Regions from separate parts of the Mus musculus genome. Here all the other regions are linked to region 3. Evidence: chromatin contacts called from public Hi-C data. All regions are on one chromosome and are shown on one strand. Each heading gives the region's core, a stretch centred on a gene start, on an enhancer-like site or on the middle of the called end of the contact. The rest is flanking DNA. Distances are from core to core; before and after follow the strand shown.

The links. A called contact is a pair of places that touch in the nucleus more often than the background predicts.
Region 1: a Hi-C map of olfactory sensory neurons shows a contact between it and region 3, with 4 times the contacts expected there. The contact joins the enhancer-like site here to the promoter of Sdk1 in region 3. A contact is called at or near these places in 2 of 39 promoter capture datasets (epiblast stem cells and maxillary cranial neural crest), 1 of 484 Hi-C or Micro-C datasets (olfactory sensory neurons) and 1 of 9 other capture datasets (pancreatic islet).
Region 2: a Hi-C map of uterus shows a contact between it and region 3. The contact joins the enhancer-like site here to the promoter of Sdk1 in region 3. A contact is called at or near these places in 3 of 39 promoter capture datasets (hippocampal neurons and liver), 4 of 484 Hi-C or Micro-C datasets (the Patski cell line, nephron progenitors and uterus) and 2 of 9 other capture datasets (adipose tissue and pancreatic islet).

What each region holds. Positions count from the first base shown.
Region 1 is chr5:141,323,340-141,327,152 of GRCm38.p6, reverse strand. The region is part of intron 1 of Sdk1 (sidekick cell adhesion molecule 1); the gene reads right to left. Among named protein-coding and RNA genes, the nearest start is that of Gm16035, 56 kb to the left of the region's middle. Within about 2 kb of position 2,037, at least 11 of the 459 cell types and tissues checked have an H3K27ac peak or open chromatin away from gene starts, as enhancers often do. A contact at or near this core is called in olfactory sensory neurons, where this site is marked.
Region 2 is chr5:141,367,142-141,370,758 of GRCm38.p6, reverse strand. The region is part of intron 1 of Sdk1 (sidekick cell adhesion molecule 1); the gene reads right to left. It overlaps Gm16035 (a long non-coding RNA gene), which reads left to right. Exons shown (of 2, transcript XR_868658.3): 2 at 1-3,617. Among named protein-coding and RNA genes, the nearest start is that of Gm16035, 12 kb to the left of the region's middle. Within about 2 kb of position 2,003, at least 6 of the 459 cell types and tissues checked have an H3K27ac peak or open chromatin away from gene starts, as enhancers often do. A contact at or near this core is called in uterus, where this site is marked.
Region 3 is chr5:141,239,264-141,243,056 of GRCm38.p6, reverse strand. It overlaps Sdk1 (sidekick cell adhesion molecule 1), which reads right to left and starts at 1,523. Exons shown (of 45, transcript NM_177879.5): 1 at 965-1,523. The coding sequence starts at 1,208.

The DNA.
Region 1 (3,813 bases), core at 788-3,287, 84 kb before region 3:
AAGGTTTCCTCATTTTTCCTATTTATTTATTAATTACATTTTATTTATTCACTTTACATGTTGATTGCAGCCCTTCTCCATCCTCTCCTCCCAGCCCCACCCTCACAAATCCCTCCTCCCATTATCCTCTCCCATTATCCCTTGGGTACCACCCTACTCTGGGAAATCAAGTTGCAGCAGGACTAAGTCCATCCTCTCCCACTGAGACCTGACCAGGCAGGGCAGCCAGGGGAAAGAGATCCAATGTCAGGCAACAAAGACAGAGACAGCCCACCCCGTCCAGTTGTTAGGAGACTTACATGAAAACCAAGCTGCACATCTGCTATGGACGTATAGAGAGCCTAGGTCCAGCCCTTGCAAGCACTTTGGTTGACAGTTCAGTTTCTATGATCCCCCATGGTCTCAGGTTAATTGACTCTGTGAGTCTTCTTGTAGTGTCCTTTAGCCCTCTGGCACACTAAATCCCATTCCCCACTTTTACAAAACCTCTTGAGCTCTGCCTGATGTTTGGCTGTGGGTCTCTGCATCTGTTTCCATTTGCTGTCGGATGAAGCCTCTGGGGAGACAGTTATGCTCCGCTCCTATCTACAAGCATATCAGAGTATCATTAATAGTGTCTGAGGTTGGCTCTCTCACACGAGATGGGCCTCAAGTTAGGGCAGCCATTTGTCGGTCATTCACTCAATCTCTGTTCCATCTTTATCTAGGCAGCAAGGGGGAGACTAGATTCAACACTGGGAGGAGACCTCAAAGCTTGCACCCACAGTATCATGCTTCCTCCATTAATGTCACACCTACTCCAACAAGGCCATACCTCCTAATAGTGCCACTCCCTATGGGTGAAGGATTCACACACATGAGTCTATGGGGTTCGAACCTTTTCAAACCATCACACACATGTAGTCATTTCAGAAGAGTAATGTCTTTATTTTCCCTCATACTTAGAACCCATTAGCCACATTCAAGGTTTCTGCCATGTAGACCTGAGTTCAAGCAAGAATAAGCAATAACTCCTTAGTCCCTGCTGTGTCCATTAGTCACTGGCAGGTTTTCCCTCTCAAGTTAGACTTAGAAGTAAGATATGTCCCACTCTGTCCTCAACTGGTAACATGTAACACATCTGTCTGATGAGTCTCCAGGTAGAACTTCCTGGTGAAAGTCTGATCCTCGTATCAGCCATGGCACACACCATGCACCATACGCCACACAGGACAACAGGGTATTCTGCTCTCTCTCCTGTCACTCACTTCAGGCTCAGATTAGTTCACTAGTGCTGATGAGAGAGCCCAAGGCTTCACGCATGCAGCCAACAGCCCTAAAGGCTCCTCTTTTAGGGGCTCATGCTCCTGAGTGCAGGGTGCTGAACTCTCTCAGCCCTGCTGCTGGACTGCATAGTGGAAGACACCATTTTTTAAATCAAAGTGAACACAGAAAGAAAAGAGCTTGAGATGAACACGGGATCCAGTCTGTAAGTGCCAATTTTTGCAGCTCAGCATAGCACTCTGTCTTCCAGAGGTCCCTGTGAATAAAAGCCTTCCTACAGCTCTACCCTGTAAGAGCACTCCAATGTTCTGGTTCCAAAAACAGAACATGCATTCAAGTGGTCCATGGCTATTCTCAACCCATTCCACATACGATATTGCACAGGACTTTTGGTTTATAGTAACACCCCTCCCCCAGTGTCAGCCATCCTCAACAATATTTAAACAAGAATCTGGAAGCTGGATATCAGGTCCAAGTCATCTGCCACCACATCAGCCAGAAATGTCAAGCACTAAGGGTTATATTCCTTTTTAAAGTAAATACATCGTCCCTTACCATTTTAGTAAGAACTCCAAGAATATGGGCTTCATCATGGTGTACTCAATGCATACATTTTAAAATGACAAATACTCCCCCTAACACTCCGAAGTCAGACGTGTAAGGAAAAACTGATGGCAATTGTTTCCTCCAGGGTTAACATTTCTGTAGCTGTCTCTTGTGGTTGGCACACCCTGTTCTGATGAGAAAGAGCCATCTGCTCTACTGTCTGAAAAACACCACTTGTCTGCTATTCCCCTGCTGGTAAGGGGACTGTACTGAAACCAAGTACTCCTGAGGCCAATCTGCTTCTGAGACATCAGTTGTCTTTGTACCAAAAACACACTCAAAATCTACACATTATCTCCACTTAAAATCGGGGATGCATTCAAACTTTATCTTAGGCTTATGTTCACGCTGTTTATTATGTCTTGAATCCAAGCAAGATAATAGTAATGGTACATTCCTTTTAGAGATTGTGAAAGTCCTGTTCCTTTGGTGATAACAAACTGTCCCTATGGACAAATGACATCATTGACTCCGAGGGCCTGAATTGTTAATGCAGTGAACTGGTGCCATGAGCTGCTCTGAAATATTCACAAATTCAAAGAAAACAAAACACCATGTTTACTTGGGAAGCAGAAAGCACTAAAACAAACAAGCAAACTAAGTTCATTTCAGAATTATAGGTTTTTTAATATTTTGTTTTTATTTTTAATCATGTGTATTTGTATATGATTCTGTGTAAGTATATACACCCGAATGCAGTGCCCGAGGAGTCCAGAAGAAGACATCAGATCTCTTGGAACTGGAGTCACAGGTGGAGGAAAATTTCAAGATGTCTGTGGTGGGAACCAAATTCATCTCTCCTCTTTAAGAGCCATGACACCATCTCTCCAGCCCCCAAAGCTCTTAGGGCTTTGTTTTAGTTCTCTCTCTCTCTCTCTCTCTCTCTCTCTCTCTCTCTCTCTCTCTCTCTCTCTGTGTGTGTGTGTGTGTGTGTGTGTGTGTGTGTGTGTGTGTGTATGAGAGTGAGAGAGAGAATGAATGAATGAATGAATGAATGAACAGAGGTCCACATTTCGTCTATATTTTGCCATCTCATTTTTTAAGACAGGATCCCTCGCTGAACCTGGAGCTTGCCAATTTGGTTAGAGTAGCTAGCCAGAAAGCTCCAGGAATCTACCTGTCTCCTCTTCCCCAGCTCTGGGTTGTAAGTGGGGGTGGGAGTTCAAACGCAGGTCCTCATGCTTGTATGGCAATTTCTCAGGTCTGGGGTTTAGTTTTCATTATAAAAGGAAAAGAATTTCCACTCTTCAACCAATTCACATTGGTTGTTTTGCAATAATTCACCAGCAACTCTTTAGTAGCAATATAAATAAAAACCTGGGGAAATGTCTTATTTTATGCAATGCACTTCTGTGCCACATCATTTTGTTTTCAATGTGAGATGGATAGGATTAAACAGTTTCCAAAACTTGTTCTCTAATTGAAAACATCTTATTGCCCTTTACTCTGAATGAGAAGACCTGTACCTAGGAGTTCTGAAATTCACCTAGCAAACCAGACATTGAAGTATGTTCGGTAGGCCATCAGCCCTGTCACATCTACTCAGCTGGTCATCATAGAACATAAGAGCCATAGACAGCACAGAAACAATGAGCACGATTTGGTTTCAACAGAACTTTATTTACAGTAGTGCTGTAAAGGAAGCATCAGAAAACAGTACAGTGCAAAGAGGTATTCAAATTTGGTACAATACAGTTCACAAGATTACACAGGCTTTTTCACTCTTGTGTGTAAAGAAGATAGTAGCCATGTTTACAGGCTACAGTAACAACCTGAGTCATGTGGAACAGCCTTCACTCACTGTTTACCATGTGCCAAGCACTGTTCTAAAACCTCTGCATTATATCTACGTGGTCCTAGCCCGGGAGATTGCAGTAGACAGGAATACTTTTCACTTAGTACTAGAATTACAAATGACAAGAGTGGGCTGGAGATGACTCAGTA
Region 2 (3,617 bases), core at 754-3,253, 130 kb before region 3:
ACATATGTGTGTATGTCTATGTAATGTCAGTATATGTGTTGAGTAGACTGTCAATAATTCAAACAACTTGTGATGAATAATCAGAGATTAATGACCACCCCCCTCCCACCCCAACTATCTTCTCTTCTCAAGCATGCAAACACTAGGATATTGGCTTATCCCTGTGTAGTGCCCTGGCTGGATGCTTAACACTCTCAAGTATATCTCCGTGAGTTAAAAAACAATCTCTCAGGTTGATGAATGCACTGAAACCAATGTGGGAAGAGAGCTAAGATATGAACATGTCTGCCGGAGTCTAGAGAGTATGAACTTGGCAATAAAGTACCAAGGAAGCAGAGCAGAAATGGAAAGGGGAATCCAGCCAGGTCTCCTCAGATACAAATGCAGAGCACGGGTGCTGATGTACTTGCTACTCTCTGGTGGCATGGTGAACACCTGAGGTGATCTGACTTAGGAACACAAGGTTTCCTTTGGCTCACAGTTTTGAAGGTTCCAGTCAGGTGGATTGGTTGATTGGTCTGGTTGGTTCTTCCATGAGGCCATAGGTAGGTGGTAGAGCATAGCAATCATCCCATGGCAGCCAAGAAGCAGCTGAGATCCAAATATCTTTTTTAAGATTATGTCTCCAATGGTCTAACTTTTGTCCACTACCCCAACCCCTAGTGATTCCACCAGGTCCCATAGCACCAAGCCTTCAATACAATGGACTTAGGAGAATACTCCAGACCGAAAGGCCAGCACTATATAAGGACAGATCTAGGGCTCTGTAGTATATGAAAAGTGTTATACAGATATAGACTGGTAATCTTCACAGGCAAGAGTCTGATGAAATACACACATCCAAATTCCATGTCCAGGGAAACTCACTGTGACAGTAATTGACTTAGTTCACATTTCAATGCATCAGCTTTTAAATGAGAACAGAAATCATTTGGATTAACTACCCGACTAGCTTGTTTCTAGAGTTTGTTGAGAAAATGAAAGGCAACAGAACTCTACTGAGGTAATAAGATAAATTGCAAAGGGCCGGTGTCAAGCCCTCTCCAGAGCTGCTGTTGATGTTTCCCTAGCCTCTGCTCCAGGTCGGCAAGGCGGCAGAAGCAAGTCCATTACACACACACAAGCCACTCCTACTCAACATCTACCTGTGGGCATACCACCCCAGCGTGGCGTGAACTCAAAGGCTGAAAAGGGCAGGAGAAAAGAGAAACAGCCCAGTATGAGATGAGGAAGAACAGACTATGGAGGCCATGGAGCACACACACGGATGACGCTGCAGATGCTGCTGCATAAACTCAAACTTTCTGACACTCTGTCTGCTGCAGAGAGTAAAACTGGTGTCCAAACCTGAGCAGCAGGCTGCCCTCTTTTCCACTGTGTAAAATCTGTGCTATGACAAGGCTGCGACACTATGGGGCCGAGTTTTAGCCCCTATTCTACCCTGCCCCTCCTACCTCAACTCCGATTAATAGCAGAGTTCCTTAGAGTTCCCCAATCAATATGCTATGCTTATTTCTTTAATGTACTGCAGTACTAAAAACACTTTTAGGAATAAGGAAGTTGGATGAGCCCAGGGTTGGATAAATCTTCTTCAATGAGAAACCCGAGGCTTCCCAAAGCCACAAAGGCTGCTGGGAAGGACCACATGCTCCCTGGAAGCTCGTTCAGTTCTGGAAACCCTAGTGTATACTTTTTTTCTCTAAATCTCTCTCAAAACAGACAATGCCTTTCTTCTAGTCTCATTTGAATATTTTCATTAACTTAATACAAACCCCAGTCTTATTACATTCATTACAGGGGAGAAAATTAACAAGTTACAATGTTTGAAACCATGTGCTTTTGAACATACTCCAAAATAGCTTTTACATTCTTGCCCAATCGAAGCACATCTGTTAAAATTCCAATCACAGCAGCATTTTAAAGGATCTCATATTGTAGCACTGCACAGGGCTGGGCCATTAACCAATGCGGTTGCTCAGGCTCTGAGCACTTGACCTCGGTCACATAAGAACACTGACAACAATCAACTGGCTCTCAGCCCAGAGAAGCTTTCAAAACCAGTTTGGAAGCACTTCATAATTTTAAACACTTTCCAATGAGGGCCTTTTGTATTGACTCTTCTTACATACCATCTCCCACAAAACAAAAAAACAACAAACAAACAGAACCAAAGCCCGTGAGCACACTACAAGACTACATCATGTAATAAACAAAGTCAACAGACTCCATTAATAATGATGCTTTCAATTCTGGCTTACCTGGGAGCCAATTAATTCCTTGTTTATCAAGGAGCCCAGGGTTGGATAAATCTTCTTTAAAGAGAAACCTGAGGCCTCCCAAAGCCACAAAGGCTGCTGGGGAAGGCCCACATCAGAGCCCATGCTCCCCAGAAGCTCCTTCAGTTCTTGAATCCCAACTGTGTATTTTTTTTCCCTCTAAACCATTTAGAAATTTGGACAAGAAAATGATAACCCACATAGAAAAAATGTAATTTACACACAAATCTGTAATAATACAACAATAAAGATGTACACTGGAAAATTATCTTTCTGAAGTTAGAAATTCTATGTATAAATGAGTGAGACACCATTCATATCCCTTGATTGCAACCTGGAAATGTACTACTGTAGTCTCAAGTCAGAAACAAAGGCCAGGCATGCGCATACACAGGTACATGTACACTTCACAGGGGTTATACAAGTGGGCATCCGGTATGAATTCAGAAAATTGGAACACTGTATCTTAACAGTTATCATAGAACTTAAAAACAAATGGTTAAGGGGCCTGGGGATAGGGCTCAGTGAGTAGGGCTTGCTGCAAAAGCCTGAGCACCTGAACTGAGATGCCCAGCAACCAGGTAAGGAGCCAGATGTCATCAGAACACAGAAGAACCCAGGGCCTTACCGCTGGACAGCCTAGCCTAGTACATGAACTCTAGGTTCAGTGAGAGATGCTGTTCCAAAAACAAATAAGTGAACAAACAAACAAATGAAGACATAAATAAATGTTTTTAGAGTGAAGATCAATAGAGAAAGTCACCTGAGATTGACCTCTGGCCTCCACACACACCACCAAAAACAAAAAACAAAACACTGAGTCTTTTTGAATGGGATGTATGTCTTCACTCTTGGTTCTCATGTTTCTATCACCTTCCTCATGGCATCCAAGTCGTTAAGCTGCTAATAATTCCTTTTTAATTACACAGTGGCATTTATAAGTCAACACCACAAATCAGAAAACACCAGCATGTGATCACTTGTAAGTATGTAACCCCTGTGAAGTGCACATGTGCCTGTGTATGTACATGTGAAGTGCACACTGTGAAGTGCACATGTGCCTGTGTATGCACATGTGAAGTGCACACTGTGAAGAGCACATGTGCCTGTGCATGCACATGTGAAATGCACACTGTGAAGTGCACATGTGCCTGTGCATGCACATGTGAAATGCACACTGTGAAGTGCGCATGTGCCTGTGCATGCACATGTGAAATGCACACTGTGAAGTGCACATGTACCTGTGCATGCACATGTGAAATGCACACTGTGAAGTGCACATGTACCTGTATATGCACATGTGAAGTGCACACTGTGAAGTGTACCTGTGCATGCACATGT
Region 3 (3,793 bases), core at 274-2,773:
GTGTATTCATATAATCTAGGAAATGATCACTCAGTCTATCCCAGGAGTGTGAATTCTAAAATTTCATGCTCCCAAGGCCTAGCCCAGATGTGTCCATCTCTAAAGTCCACCCCAGGGATGTTCAATCCTAATACAGTCTATCCCAGGTGATGCCCACTCCAAGACTCCAGTGTGCACCTCCACAGCCCAGCCAAGGGGTATGCATCCATAGTTCACCCCAGAGGTGTCACCCCAAGACTGTGTAACTCTCTATAGCTCAGCCCTGAGGTATCTACCTGCAAAGTCACCTCAGTGATGTCCACCCCTAATATAGTTCACCCCAAAGGTGTCACCCCAAGACTTTGCAGCCCTGAAACTCAGTCCAAAGGTATCCACTCATAACATAGCCCATCCCAGATGGTGCCCACAAAGTATACCACAGGGTGTCACCCCTCAAGCTCAGCTCATAGGTGTCCACTTGCAAAGTCACCTCAGAGATGTCCAGTCATAATGCATACCAAGTGGTGCCCACAAAATTCACCCAAAGGTGTCACCCAAGATTGTGTACCCCTAAACCTCAGCCCAGAAGTATATTACTTGCAAAGTCACCTCAGGGGTTTCCACTCATATAGTACATCCCAAAGGTGTGACCCTAAGACTACACAGCCCTGAAACTCAGCCCAGATATACCCACTCACAACATAGTCTATCCCAGGTAGCACCCACAAAGTACACTGCGGGTTGTCACCCCAAGATTGTGCACCCCTGAAGCCCAGCCCATAGGTGTCCACTTGCAAAGTCACCTCAGAGATGTCCACTCATAATACAGACCAGGTGGAGCCCACAAAGTCCACCCCTGGGGTGTCACCTCTGGCGGCGCGCGCTTCAGGAGTCCACCCCGGGACTGCGCACCCCTAAAGCCCACCCCGGGAGGCACCCACAAAGTCCACCTCGGGGGTGTCTCGGCGGTCAGGCCCGCACCTACCTTGCGCCAGCGCCCGCAGCAAGTGCAGCTGGAGCAACAGCAGCGCCCACCACCCGCGGCCCGGCCTCAACTTTGCCGCCCGCCGGCCCGCGCCCGGCCCGGGGGTCCTGGGCGCTGCGCGCAGCCCTGGGCACTCGGGGTCGCAGTGGTGACCGGTCCGGCTCCTCCGCGGCCGCCCGGGCCCCGCTCGCTCAGGGGGCGCCGCGACTCCGCCGCCCGCCACCGAGGGCCGGGCGCGGGCCATGCCGCGGAGCCGCCACCCCCGGGCGCCGCGGGACGGGCAGGGCGGGCGGGAGCGCGCAGACCCGCTGAGGCAGCGGCGAGCGCCGAGGGGCGGCGTCCGGGCTCCGATGAGCAGCGAGCCGGGTCGAGGAGAAGTTGTCAGCGAGCGAGGAAATGCCCAGCACGTCGCCCCCGCTCCTCGCAGCCGCACAGCGCCGGCCCCGCAGCGCTCTGTGAGGGGAGCTGAGCAGAACGCCTCTGCCGCCGCCTCTGCCGCCGCCGCCCCCGCCCGGCGCTGAGGAGAAAGTGCGCCCGCCCGCGCGCCGGCTCTCGCCTCGGCCGCCGCGACCGCCGCGCCCCATTCACAGCCCGGCCGCACGCGCCGCCCGCGCCCGCCACCCGCATCTGATTGGCCGAGCCCGGCGGCTCTCGCGCCTGGGACCCGCCCCCACGGCGCTCGCTTGTTTTCAAACTCGCCGCGCCCGCCCGCTTGCAATTTCGTGCCCGGGCCCAGAGCGACTTCCCGCGCCCGCTGCGCCCCCTAGGGACCCGCGGCGGGGATTGCAGCCGGCGCGCCGTCTCGGCACGCGCTTCCCCGGCGGGCTTGTCTGCGGGGCGTGCTCAGGCGGGGCGGTGCCTGCTCCCTTGCCGGGAGACCCCAGGGGCTGAGCTGCACGTCCCGCGGGTGGGACGACACCAGGTGTGGCGGCCCCCTGGCACCGCAGTCCCTACTGAGCCCGAGGGACTAGGGATCGGAGGGCCAGTGGGCACGCCCCTCCATGCGTCCCGGGAGCCTTCCTGCTTCCAGCCAGGGACTCTGATGCTGGGGTGGTTCCGAGCCAAGTTGCTGTCATTGCAAAGGAGAAAGGCGCGCGATCGAGTTTTCAATTCCCAGCAATCAGAAGCACCGTGGGGCGCAAAGACGCAACCTATTCTGAGGAGTGGACATGGCTTTGGAAGAAGTGTCCAAGGTCATGCGTGGCCAGCAGGACCACAGTACAGGGTACTTCCCGCTGTGCGTGGGAGGATTTGGAGGAAGGACCTGCAGCGTCAAGGATCGGACATCCCAGGGCCTGGGGAGTCTGCAGGGGTGGAGAGGTCGGGATGGGCGCGGACCCTCAGCAGCATGTGGTAACCATTAGCTGAGTTTATAGGGTGAACTAAGCACGCTGGAGCCTAGAGGCTGGGACTTTTGTGAGAGGGAAACTGGAGAGAGAGGCGGGTAACAGTCCAGTCTTGCGTTTTTAGGAGTTATCGGAGAGCTTGTGATGGAGTTTGAGTGAGGTCATATATGACTAGAAGGCCAAAGAGACAGCGAGTGTGCCCTGCCAGGGGCTGGCTCCCTAGGAAGTGTGTTGTGTCAGCTTACAAGTACTTGTGATTGATGATTGTCCCTGCTAACAAAAAGCCCCAGGCAAGGGGCTGAGACTCGTGAGTTAGCGCTAATTCCTGTTTGCAGAGTCCCTGTACTGAGCTGCCTCTTGACACATCTGCCTGTGTTAACAGTTAAGGAAAAGTGGGGAAACTGACGCCCAGATAAAATTGGTGGGTTATGAGCTCTATCTGAAGACCCAGTCTCTGCCTTTTGCCCTTTCCTACACATGCTATGAAAAAGCAAAGGAATAAAAACTGCATCTAAAATATTCACTGTTCTCTGGGGCGGGGGAGGGGGGGTGCGGGGGGAGGCAGGGCTTCTAAATGGGCAATGGTTGCTAGGTAAAAGAAGTGTCCCCTCAGCGATGGCACCCCGAGAACAAGTGGATTCTGGCAGGAGTGGAGGAAGGTGGTATTTGTAAATTTCTGTTGCCAACTATGTGGATTTCTACAAGCTTACAGGCTTATGTAAATGCCAAGAGAACGATAAATGAGCAATGTCTGCTGTGCTAGGGGGTGGGGCACGACGCGGGGACACTGGACTCTGGGAGGGTCCAGGCAGCATCACCTCCCCCACCAAACTGCTGTCACTGGTGTTTACAAACGTGAAGTGACCTCTAAGGTCAAGGGTGCAAATCTTGCCCTCTCCTCCTTTAAGCACCCCTGCCTTGCTCAGAGATGGAGGGTGGAGTGGGGGCAGGGGCAGGGCGAGGTTGAGTATGTACCTGCGAAGCAGTTTTATCTGACCTGGTGGGCTAGCGCTGCTCTTCCAAGTTGTGAAATTTGGGCAAACTGCTGATTAAGTTTCTGGAAAAAAAGTTGGGACTAACTCCCATCTCACAAGTCTGTTGCAAGAAAATGACCTAATCCGCACTCAGTAAGAGCTCATCGCTCTCCCTGGCCTTCTCCCTTCCCCTGGTCCCCTGTGGCAGTGCTTGTCAAGAAACACCCTTGCTCCACCAGTTTCCTGTAGCTCAGCTTTCCCTATTACCTATAATATCTATCTTTATACCCTTATGACAAGGGCACCAATGGGACTTAAGCAGCTTCTTGACTTCTGCATACTCCAGAAATGTCCACAGCTTTTTTTTTTCCTGTGATTTAGCTTGCAGTTAGCAGAAAGCTTCATGCAAACTTGCTTGCAAATGAGAAAAGGAAGTCAGGGTATGGTCGGTTTATGGGAGATCAAGATAGAAGGCATTGCTGCTACAGAGAAGGTCTGGGGACCCCTCA